2 separate regions of the Siniperca chuatsi genome follow, and region 1 is linked to region 2. The links are chromatin contacts, called in public Hi-C maps. All regions are on one chromosome and are shown on one strand. Each heading gives the region's core, a stretch centred on a gene start, on an enhancer-like site or on the middle of the called end of the contact. The rest is flanking DNA. Distances are from core to core; before and after follow the strand shown. Region 1 overlaps prkcaa (protein kinase C, alpha, a). Region 2 holds the start of prkcaa (protein kinase C, alpha, a).

The links. A called contact is a pair of places that touch in the nucleus more often than the background predicts.
Region 1: a contact with region 2 is called in a Hi-C map of liver, with 3 times the contacts expected there. The contact joins the enhancer-like site here to the promoter of prkcaa in region 2. A contact is called at or near these places in 3 of 3 Hi-C or Micro-C datasets (liver, skeletal muscle and an unstated tissue).

Annotation. Positions count from the first base shown.
Region 1 is chrLG3:20,836,553-20,842,809 of ASM2008510v1, reverse strand. It overlaps prkcaa (protein kinase C, alpha, a), which reads right to left. Exons shown (of 18, transcript XM_044190213.1): 7 at 1-150. Among protein-coding and RNA genes, the nearest start is that of LOC122873476, 62 kb to the left of the region's middle. Within about 2 kb of position 4,994, the one cell type or tissue checked has an H3K27ac peak away from gene starts, as active enhancers do. A contact at or near this core is called in liver, where this site is marked.
Region 2 is chrLG3:20,736,884-20,743,346 of ASM2008510v1, reverse strand. prkcaa (protein kinase C, alpha, a) reads right to left here and starts at 2,097. Exons shown (of 18, transcript XM_044190213.1): 1 at 2,012-2,097; 2 at 1,701-1,873. The coding sequence starts at 1,867. It overlaps LOC122873925 (beta-2-glycoprotein 1-like), which reads left to right and starts at 4,658. Exons shown (of 8, transcript XM_044191289.1): 1 at 4,658-4,822; 2 at 5,165-5,344; 3 at 5,994-6,090; 4 at 6,192-6,268. The coding sequence starts at 4,753.

The DNA.
Region 1 (6,257 bases), core at 3,745-6,244, 97 kb before region 2:
AGGTTTCGTTCCATTTGGGGTTGAGGTTGGAGCGGATGGTTTTGGTCTTCTGCTTGGTCTCATTTTTGGGGTCTGGAATGAGCTTGAGCTTGACATATGGATCAGACAGGCCGTTGGGGTCCATGGGGATCAGGTTTTTGCCTTCACCCACTGATGGGAGATAAAGAATAGGGAGAAATTATCCATTTGTCTATAGAGACACAGATGAACTACATAGAATTTTTGAGTATGTAGAGTATTAGTGATTCTATAAGCAAAGCAATGTTTTAATTTGCACCATACTGAGCTGCTAGCTACCATACTAACGCCTGATGGATTTATTAAATAAGCCCAGTTTCAATAGCTAAATGAACACATTGTCTTCTATCTACACTGAAGACTTCATTCATATTCCGTGTGGTTCCTACAATACAAATCGCTGTGGTCAGGAAAAACAGGTGCTTTCATTTAAGCAACAGGTGAACATCAATAGAATAAATTGTACGTGTTCAAGATCAAACGGCAAATTACAGCCTATGAGGACTGTTAATGGCGCCAAGCCATATGGGGAGCAAATGCAGGACGTGTTATGAGAACAGTGATTCAAAATTGCAGGCTGTGCCATGCTTAAGTAGGCGAAGGCTTCTTCCTGTATTTAGCTGTTCAATAAACAAGGGCACACCAGGGACATTAGCACTCCATTAGCCCTGAGCATTGGAGCACTGCCAGACCTGAGCTACAGTACAGCACACGCAGACATAAACACATGCCTGCCCACACTCAAACGTACACACAGTTACACACACATACTGTGTTTATCTACACACAACACATCCCCGCAGGGACAGGGTGAATGCCTGCCTTGCTTGGCTAAATCTTGGCCCCCGGAGACCTCAGAAATCCCTCCGTGTGGCCCTGTCTACCACACTACAATGGCGGCCTGAGTAGCGAAGATGCTAACTGACCTTAGACCTGGAGAGGAAGGCACTAAGCCAGTATGCTAAACCCACTGTCTTACCTGGAATACTCTGAATGAGATACAGTATTGATAGGATTAAGAAGGGTAAATGAACAAATGAGTGATTTTTGGTAAAACCTTCGATGACAGGTTCATTTTATCCTCTGTGTGGTTGTACCAATAAAATCAAATGGCTATTTGATAAGCCAAGAGTAAATACCTTCCCATTGTTTGCTTTTATTCTCAGCACCAGTGGTGGAGGATTTGGGTGTTGAGCGATTTTAGCGAGGTGTGAAGTTTGATGAGTGATGGTGTGAGCTGCTGTAGAGCACACACACACACACACACACACACACACACATACACACACACACTGAGGGAAAGGAGAGCAATAGGGAGGGAGCATATTTGAGAAGAGAGACGGACAGCAGCTCACAGAAGCAACTCGAGGTGTGGGAAGGTATTGAGCAATCCTGAGCTAGCAACCCTCTGCTTTCTCAGAAATCCAATAGAAAAGTGTAAAGCCCATCGACAGGCACCAAAGAACGACTTGCTGTATTGAGTGCATTCTAATATGGATGCACTCAGCAGAGAAAGGAAGACTGAAGCACAGAGGGACTGTTTTTTTTTTTTGCTCATTCAATCTTAACGTCACCTTTCTGCCGTTAGATGTCTTGCAATAATCTACAACTGCAGTTCAGTGGGGAGTTTCATTTTACCCTGACAGTGTTTAACATGGGTAATATTAATATACATAGACAACTTGCACAGAATATGTTGTATATATGTTATATTTGAGTGAAGTTCCATGTAACATGTACTGTATGTGAATTGATGAACTTTTAACGTCGGTACCAAATGCTCCTTCTTCAACTTTTAACTCTTGCATTGTAAAGGTCATGTTTTGAATATTTCATGTGCTGGCTGTATTTATGCAAAGTCACAGCACCCAAATGACATTTATAAAACAGACCTACAAAAGGACATTGTTTAGCGGCTTGTGCTCGTGTATGTGACTGTGGAACATAATCAAGCTTGATGTAATTTAATTTGTCAGAATAATAAATAAATAAATAATAATTATTATTTTTGTCAATCATCCTGTCCAGGAAGAGTGGACTCTTGTGTAATGACTGTGATTTTATCGAACTAGAAAAGTGATGTCAAACAATACAAACTATAAAAATTATACAGTATGAACTTAGATAATATGCTGGACATTTCTGGGATAATATCACAAAAAAAGTACTGAGACAGGGATAGAAAATTTAAATATAAAAACAAAAATTAAAAACTATTTCTCTATCAGCATACCATGATGGTATGAGTTGCAGAATGTGCGTGTAGGCTGTATTTGAAGTTTGCTCTGACCATAAGATTATGTGTTTGTTGATTACAGACAAGAGACCAATAAGTTAAGTATCTCTTCTGCAAAGAGTTACGGCAAAGTGTACCTCCAGTCATGAACAGTAGGGGGCATCCTAGATTGCCTAATTTAGCTTGGCTGGCACAGAGCTTTTCCTTCCATATAATGTGTGGCATAAACCAAACAAGATGTGTGTGTAGTCCTAACTCTTTCCAGCTGTACTGCAGAGACATATGCTCACAGGCCAAGTTATCTGTGATGCTGACAATTCCTGGTTAAAGATCAAATTATATTATGAAAAACCTGAATTTCTACTGTGCATCATTTAGTATATGTCTTAAAGTGCAAAGTACATAACGATTCCATTTCTCTGTGTGCAAATGAGTTTAGAAACACATGCATATGCAAATAGACACACACACAAACCCTATGACAAAGGAAGCAGGGGTGTGTGTAGGGGCCGTAACATAGCTGCTTGGATACAAGTCTTCACAACTATCTTGGCTTGCATTTAAACAACAGTACAAGTCAAACATGGTGCAGTTTCTACAAAAACGACTTGTTGAACTCTGTTTTATCCCAACATGCTTCGACTAAAACTAACCAAAACCCTGGAAAAATACCACCTGTTGACCTGATAAGACTGTAGAAAATCTGAGCCAAGCTGAACACCCACCAAACACACATGATTTTATGACTTATCAGCTTTGTATTTGCAAATTTCAAATACAGCCAAGCTTTGCTGAGCTTTCTTAATTTTATGACGGCTAATCAGCACATATGATTTCAATCTGTAATCCTGACTGCCTCATTAATGCCTCCTAGTGCCTCCATCTACTGCAAACTACATAAAGTTTTACTCCTTTTTTTTCTGCAAAACGAAAGAGAATGGCAACTGAAAGACAAAACAAAGAAGAAGGAAAGGCCAAGCAACAAGGAAGAAAGGTGAAGCGACGACAGGCAGAGGCATATGTTAAAATGGCGTAAAGAAGACAGTGTGCACCATGCTGAGAAGAGGGAGCCGAAGCAGGGCAGCGATGACAGACTGGGAATACCAATGACATGACTTCTGGGAGTCTGGCAGCAGAAATCACACAGCAACAAAGTTCAGCTGTTGTATGAGCTCCACAGAGACACTGAAAGAGGGAGAAAGTCTGTATATGTGAGTCTTAATATGATGGAGACAAACTAAGACGGTTCATACCAAGATGGGGAGGATGTCACTGTCATTAGGAGTGATAAGAATAGTCACACAGCTTTTCTTCAAAGCTTTTACTGTCAGAAAGGGTTGATATTTTCATGGCCCTAGTGTTTTTTCTCCACGTTTTCTCAAACATCTGTTCATTATTGTATGTAACAAAAAGAGCTGCCAAAATGGCCTTTCAATCTAGATCAATTTTCGGTGGTTTGCTTTCTTCTTTAGGCTCTGTGTTCCTGCACTGCACCAGAAGTTAGAGGTGTATCTATGTACAACAACATCTCAAGGTTTACACAGTAACAAAAATGTCATTAATTCCTACATTCTTTCAAGATTTTACATGATTTGTGAAACCATGCACACACAAATACACAAAGCCTTGTATTCAGATGACCTAACCTCAAAAAGCAGGCCAGCCATGTTTGTTCTTCAACTCCCTGTGTAAACACAGTCCACAAAATGTAAACCAACAGTTTTGTCCTCCACTCTCTCAGCGTACCTCTGCGCTGCTTTAAAAGCCCACTTGAACAGCAGGACTGTTTTCTTTATAATGTCATTTTACATCAGCATAAAGGAAGTGGAATGACCAGCACACCTCCAGAATGGCATATGGAGGGCACATGAGTTTTGGTGTGTATGTGCTACCCACTATAGTGAGCTCAGCAGTGGGATAATCTCAGCAAAATGTATTCATTTCTTTAAAATTGGAAGCATAATATGGGCTGAAAATGGGCTGTAACGAGGTATATATCAAATGTATTACAGAATTTTAAAAACTTTATCTTTATCATAATTACAGTACTGTTCTGATGCACTATATCTACATTATAAGCACACAGACAGCCAAGGAGTTCACTACAGAAAATTAAGACAGGAGACGCTGCTGTCCCAATGGCCAACTCCCTGCAGTGGAAAAATGCTGGCATTGGTACCAACACATAACAAACGCTGTCAGCTGCTTCATTTTAACTCTGATTCATAGGGAAAATGTAATAGCAGGGTTTTAAGTAAATTTTCTCTTGGCAAGAACCTGTTGGCTTTTTTGCATGATGACTCAGACACTAAGAAATGGAAATTACTGTAAGAAAAGGCCGCAGATTAGAAGCAGTGGCAGTAAGTCAGCGGTGTTCAGATCTCTGGGCAGTGATCATCAATTGGCAACCCCGCAGGCTGCATCCAAACCACAGTTGGAACCTTGATCTAACCCCAACTCTTGAAGATAGAGAGAAATATATGCAACTACAGTGTTTGTGCACATGATATTATACACAGGTATGGTAGGTTGTTGCTCGCTGCATCAGCCAGAAGATGTTAACAGTGTTTAGGGTGGATTTTGTCTTTTACTGTAAAGGGCTGCTACACCTCCAGAAGGTTAAAAAGTCAAATCTGGCTTCCCTGATCCACCCACAACTATATCCACTCTGAGCACTGATCTGACCTACACACACCTACACTGTACCTACATATAAAACAAATTGACTCCTACATGAGCATTAGTGTAGCAAATAGCAGAAAGCACATTTGGACATTGAGGCAAGAAGAAAAATCTAATGAAAAGGTTAAAGTAGAGATAAAAAAAAAGAGAGGAGGGCGAGCAGAGGGCCTGTTAAATGAGGCTTTTCTGCAGAACTGGGTGAGTCAACGAGGGAACAAAACAGAAATGTAATTATTACCACTGTCTCTCACACACTCCCAAAGGACCTGCAGGCGGCGAGGGTACGTGCACATGTCTGCATGCACATTCACACACAGTGATGAGTATGAGTGTAAATATAACAACGTGGACAGAAATGACAGACATGCCTTCCCCCAAAAGTACTCTGGATATTTGCACTGAGTCAACGAACAATAGGGTCATTGAAACAAACAGGAGGGTGGCTTCCTCAGCACCAACAGACAGAAAGGACCTGTGTGTGTTAGCAGGAATGAGAGGGGGAGGACAAGGTTAGTGGACTACGTTTGTCCTTCACCAGAGAAACAAAACTTGTTTTGTCTCCTTCAGCACCTCCCCTCCTTTCTCCATTCACCCTAACCGACAAAAACACACATTCTCACAAATCATGTTTCTGCAAACTGCACAAATATCTCTGTGTTTCTGAGTGACTCATTATTTCATTTAGCCATCTCAGTGGCGTTGCCAGAAAGTCTGTTTGTCTGTCTCTATTGGTCTGCTCGGAGTTCACGTGTAGGTCCATGTGTGGGTTTAAAGGATAGCTGCTTCCCCTGGCAGCCATGTCACTTCCTGTTGAACATTTTGGCTCTGGCCATTGGTGAATCCCAAAAGAAACCAGAGTTACTTCTCACTCAAAGTTAAATGTGTGTGCACTGTGGGATTCATGCACATTCAAGCTTTCCCTCTCGACTTAAAGGCACCATATTACGTTGCTTGTTCCAGACATTCAAAGTCTGTCTGTTTTGTTACATTGTAAATTTGTAGTAGCTTTGCTTGGACTGAAGACTCATCTGGCTTCTGTGGATACCAGGGTTGCACCTGGTTTGCAAATATGATCCCCCATTAAAAAAGTCTGCAAGTATGAAAGAGACTGAGGAGAATTATTGTTTCATGTAAAACACAGTGAGATCATTCTTAACTGAGCTACTCATTCGGACAGATAATGTTTATGAAAATATGAAACATGCTTTTATGGTCAAGATAAATGAACAAAGTAAATTTGGTTACCAACAAAGATGATAGGGCTTTTTTGGAAGAAGATCTGCTTGTGCTTCTGACCAAATATGCTTTAGTAAAATTTCAT
Region 2 (6,463 bases), core at 848-3,347:
AAATGGGAGCAAATCCCTGCAGCCACGTTCCAAAATGTTATAGAAAGCCTTTCCAGAGGAGTCTAGGCTATAATAGCAGTAGATTAGCACCTGTGGTTTTGGAATGAGGTGTTCAACAATCACACGGGTGTAATGTTTGGGTGTCCACATACTTTTGGCCATCTAGTGTATGTTCTATTGCTGACAAATGATTAATTAGATTTTGATCACATTGTCAGCACAGAAAACAATGTTCTTTTCAAACTGACACTTATGAGCATATATACACATACAAATATACAATATATACTGTGCATACAAATACATTGTGTATGCATATGATTTTGAAGTTTGATGTGAGTTTTTTGTATATTTGTTAATGTAAATTAGTAATTAGTAAAAACTAACAAAGAATATTATTTGTTTTCTATTGCACCACCTGCACCAAAAATATCAAATAAAAAACTGAAACAAAAACTGAGATAAATACTGAAAACTATACAAAATTCAACCTAATGACAAACTGATTAAACATCACAACTTGCTTAAAGTTGCAACGCAACAACTTGTTGCCTTTAAGTTTCATGTTGAACTTGTGCTTGTGCTAAGGAGGTGTATTTGGTAGGGAGCAGGTCATGCTGTAAAACTGTCAAGGTTATAAGCCACTAGCAATAAAAGGGCTTGAGATCACACTACCACCAGCAACAGTAGAGGAGTGTAAATGTGGGTGCAACTCTACAAAGCTGTCTGCAAGTTGATATCTCACTAGAAAAACAGCACAATAACAAAACATTAAAAAAGAACTAAACTGAAGACTAAACTGAAGTCTGAAAGGTTACATTTAACAGTATTTGAGGAAATACTGACCTCTGATCATTACACTACAGACTGGGAGAGAAGGGAAAAGAGAGACACGGGCAAGTGGATAGGCTCTCTCTGAATAGGCTCTTACAATCAGTCCAGATATAATGATCAGAAATGTATGTTTTGTCATACTTTCCAAATACATTGTCTCCCCATGAGCCACTAATGGAAAGAACAGCAGCATAAAGGCAACTCTGTGTCTCTGCAAGTCACTGCCCACTTCAGGTGTCTTTCAAATGAATACCATGTGCATATGTTGAGCCATTTCTCTGCAGTGTAGGTGAAGTGCTTTCCCTATGAGCTCACAGTGCCAGTAAATTGCATGTCTCCTAAAAATCTAGCCAGTGTGCAGCTAATTTATGTTTTTGCATCATTGAAGTTGTTCTCAAACTCGGGTCCTGGGGATTTCTGGGGCCACTTAGTCCCACAAAAGTGAAAAACATCTGCTTTGATTTTACTTGGAATTTACCCAGTTAGAGAATGTATATAAAGTCACAACCCTAAATACAAGTTTGACTCACTCTCCTACAAACAGTCATTATTTTCAGTGCTTCACTGATAACATAAACAGCAGCATAACTCCTCACATGTGGGGCTGCTTGGACAGAATTTCGACAGATTGGGATCCCTGGAGTAAAATCTACTAGAGATAATGCTGACTACTTTTACTACTACACACCCATGTTCTGTCACTTTACAAAAAAGAAAGTATTTCAGAAGTGTAGAGATTGCAGGATTAAGAAGGGAAAGTTAGCCTGAAGTTGTGTTACATCATCGAGCAGAGTGTACTCTACTGAAGTTATCCAATATGCAACAGGCAGCAGTCAGGGGGTGGAGGTGGGAGACGGAAGGCTTACCAGATAAAGTCGGTGCAGTGGCTGCAGAAAGTCGGCTGCTTGAAGAACCGGGCTATGAATTTATGGTTCTTGACTTCGTGGACGTTTTTTTGCCTCAAAGCACCTTTGCGAGCAAACCTATTCGCTACGTCCGCGGTAGACGAGTCGTTTGAACTTACATCAGCCATCTCCCCCTAAAAAAAAAAACGAATCAGTGCTACAGCTCAGACTTGCTGTCTTGGAGTGTTTTTCAGTCCGTTTAGAGGCGCAGCCCTCAGTGTAGAGCCAGCAGAGTGCGGAGCGGCGGTCTTCACCGGAGACACTGTACTTACTGTCTGAGGGCTTTCCCTGCCTGTCGATACCACTGGGCTGCTCCACTGACAGCTCTCCACGCGGTCAATTTAGCCACAGTGAAAAGTGCTACATCCGGTCGCCACCTTCAAAGTAAAAGTATTTTCTCTTTTTAAAGTCAGTTGTGGAAGAGGTTGTTTTCTACCCTTTGAAAAGTGCTAGATGCCCCATAAGTCAAGTTAATACAGTCAAGTCTATATACAGGACAGTAGCTCAGATTTTAGAAGTAGCTTACTGAGGCCATGAGTTGCAATCCAGTTGCAATCTAGTTTTGCCTAGTTTGCTTTAAAAGTGAGCAACTAACTAGGCCTACAATTATACTACATTGTTTTTGTTATTTGAAGTCATACATGCAATACAAAGTGCAACTTTCAACTGAGTGCATATGTAAACTACACTCAAAATATTAGGTAGTCTACACCTAGTTAAAAGTAACGCGGTGTAAATGCAACAGCCCTGCAATAAATCTTGCCTTCATGAAGGGTACAATGTTAAACTTTTTAAGGCTGTGTTTGAGTGTCCACCCCATTTGTAACAATGAAGCTGGACAAAATATTAGAAACACCTTTCAGTATTACATAATACAACTCAGCAGCACCACAAACTGCCGCCTCCAAAAGGACCATAAAGTTGAAACACCTCTCTAAAACTGAATTATATAACCTTCGTGAAGGTAGGATTTATTTCAGGGCTGTTGAACTGCATTAGTTTTAGCCAGATGTACCTAATAAACTGGCAACTGAATGTATAACTGGGTTATAATTTGAAAATCCTCAGACTGCCATAAAAACAGCCCTTGGTGTCCTCAGTGTAGCCCTGTATCTGTGCAGCCTTTAGTCTCTGTTGTCAAAGAGTACATGAAAGCGCTCCCACCAACCCATGAAACCTTTCTGCAAATTCAGTCTTCTGCTGTTAAACACACAGTATTGTAGATTATATCCACAATTCCAGCTCCTTGGAGGAGTTGAACCAGCAACCTTCAGGTCATAAACAGGAATCTCTCAACTGCCAGGCTACTTCTGCTGAAGTCTGTAGTAGGCTAAATGTTAAATCAGTGGGTCATTATTGCCCAAATAATCACATTTTTATAGCATATTATCATGGTTCCATAATTTTTTTAAATGTCCTTTAACCCCTTGTAGTTATAGCAGGATTGTCCAAAAGGCTCTTTTGCAACTTTTATTCCTAAAACAAACTTCCTGCTCGTGACCTATGTGTCTATGTGTAATTGACGCTGCTCCGCTCCGCTTCCTCCTTTCAGTCTGGCTGATGTCACGCAACAGGCCCTTGGTCCCGCTGCAGGAATTTGGGATGGGGGCGTCATCGTGTGGAATAATGGCGCGTTACACATTTTTGACAAATGTATTACCTTAGTTCACACATACCATATGGATCCAATGCTGTGTTTGAGTGGCCTCAACTCTTTCTGTGTTTCTGTGTTTCACACTCAGAATAATTACCCCAGATGAATATTATGCAATATGTATTAAAAGAGTAACTATCTTTATAATTAACATTTGTGCTTTAGAAAACATGAGATATTGGTGAGATCACCTTTGGAAATTGCACTTACTGTACTGTCCAATAAATGCTTACACCAGAACCTTGGGTTATCATGCCACCAAGCATATCTGACCCCCTCATCAGGCCTGGAGTCCAGAATGTGCATTGCCATTTTATATGTCCACTGGCCCTGCTGTGGATCAATCTTTTAAAACCATTCATTAAACACAAGCATATTTATTTCCTACTAGATCAATAACATAGTATTATTTTCCATTTAAGCTCACAGTGTTTGTCTCAGATAATATAATTGTGCTTTTCAATTTTGCTGTAGTTATAAATATGTCTTTAAGTGGATTCCTTACACACGTCACTGCTGGTGTTTGGTGGATTACATTTCTTACCATTTGAAACATTTTCTCACAGCAACTGAGGGTCCAGCAACTCTTTCGACTTGCTTGCTATCTCTAAACCTTTTCTAAGTTTAGCAAATCCCACAGGTTTACTGACCAGCAGCGCAACCCAACCATCGTAGTCGTTTTTAAGTGAAAGACAAATATTTGCATATTAAATCAGGATAGATAAACCAGATTTGCTGTTCCATGAAATCATATGATTTTGGGCTCACATCCATTTAAATTCATCCATCACTTAAGAGAAAGTAAAATAGTAAAAGAAAAAGAGTGAGAGCTTTTAGCTGGCAGTGACATATTTCATTCAAATAATGTAGCCTGTCTGCCTTGTTGAATCCACCCATTAAGGACACACAGTATTACTGATAATCAGCAAATCATTTGACCTAGTTAGGTATTGCATCATTTCAGTGATTATGGTTCTGCAGGTCACAGAGTTTCTATTTTTTTTACTAATACCTCCAAGAGGATTAGCTCAAACAGGCATTGAGCAGTACTAAAAATGGAAATACATAGTTAAGTACTGTTTATCAAATCTGTGTGTGTGTGTGTGTGTGTGTATCTTTCAGTATTTATGAGTTTATATCACGCTGTGTGTCTGCTGCTGGCTCTTGTACCAAATCAAGGTGATCGATCAATTCTAGGTAAATATGCAATAGTTAAGACCTTTGTGCTCAATCAATAGGAGCTCACACTAGCATCTGATTGGAGCAGGCTATCAGGGGCCCGTTTACCCAGCAGCCCTTATGTTGGCTCCATCCACACTCAAATGCAGGGGCCACTGAGGAGACTTCACTGCAAAGAAGATGGCTCCAACTTTGGCTTTGCTAGTCCTTTGCCAACTAGCTTTATACACAACTGTAACATCCAAGAAAGGTAAAATGGAGCATAATTGCTTTATTTCTATTTGAGTATGAAATTAAGTCATTGTGCTTTTTGGTAAGGTGCTGCAAACATTCCTGTTTGAGGTGCTGTCAAGAGCTGTCCTTTACACATTTTTGTATCATATGCACCTTTTCCACTTGATTGGTGGTGTGGCATCATACTTTCACAACATTCTAATCTGTACAATTGATTATGGGGTGTAGGCTGTGTTATTTAAAACAATCATTTACATTTATTAATGTAATTCAAAATTGACCTGCAAAATGTGAAGATTATTCCTGTGAGTCCTGCCCCTTATATATTTCTCAAATTATATTTCTGCTCTTTAACCAGTATGTGGCCGACCTCCTATCACTGACGGGATTGACGAGTTGACCCTGAAACGTGTGTATGAGGTTGGAGAGCAGGTGACCCTCACATGTGAACAGGGCTACTTGCCTTCAACAGCGACCCCTCGCACGATGACCTGCACCGCCACAGGAGAATGGACACAGTCAGACCTGGCATGCTCCCGTGAGTTTACTGGGGCGTTGGACTTTTACTCTACTACATTTTAACAATTCTTGCTCCTCTTGCTCAGAGTGATGCCGAAGTGCAACACTAGAACAGTTGTAATTCTTCAATTGTTACAACCATCCAAAAATAGAAAGTGAGCAAGGTGTAAACAAAAGTTGTGCTCCTGCTGACCTTTTAAATAATCGTATAATGTCTCCCATGACCCCTCAGAGAAACTCCCCAATGTGTTGTAGGGTTTGTTTTACTCCATGATGCCTAGCTTCATCTGCTTCACCTGTGACATGATGAGGTCCAAATGCTGTTTCATAGACTTTTTCACCACGACAAGAACAAAAATCTTGGAAGGTCATTAACTTTTAGAAATATTTTGAAAAAATCGATCAGGAAATAATGAATTTAAGAATACAAGCACAAAATACGAGTTTTCAGCAGTTTTATCAAAATACAGGGATATCAGTTTTCCAAAGCTTATACTATTAAATAACACACATTTGGTGCTCCTACAATATACTGTAATATTGATGCAGTGTCTAAAATAATGTGAGCCAGCGACAAAGATTAAAGAAGATTAAAAGATGTTCTCTTTTACAAGAAATGTTCAAGTAAAAGAGAAAGACTGGTCACTATTGCACCATTTTTTCTATAGCTAAGATGTGCCCAATCCCTAGACCTCTGCAGCCATTAGCAATGGGGAGGACAGAAGCGCCATTCAAGAGTGTGCTCAACTACACATGTGATGACGGGTAAGATTGAATGGCGGTCAAAGTCCCTTTATAGTTCCAAACAGATCACTACAAGGTGTACAGTAATACATGCCAGAATAATGTGAACTTTTGTTCGTCAGGTACGTCATGCAAGGAGCCAATGAGAGCAGGTGTTTACATGATGGTACCTGGAGCAATCCACCACCTCTCTGCAAAGGTACTGGGTGAAAATATACGTAGTGGAAGTGGTAACATACAACATTCAAAGTCTAAACATTTTTGATCTAATTAGGGAGCTGGTCTTCTATTTGTTTATTGCATTTGCTTAATTTGTGTTACTATGCATTTGTGTCTATAAAGTTATTATTTTGACAAGACATTTGCCTTTTTCATTTTTGCCAGTTGCAGAATA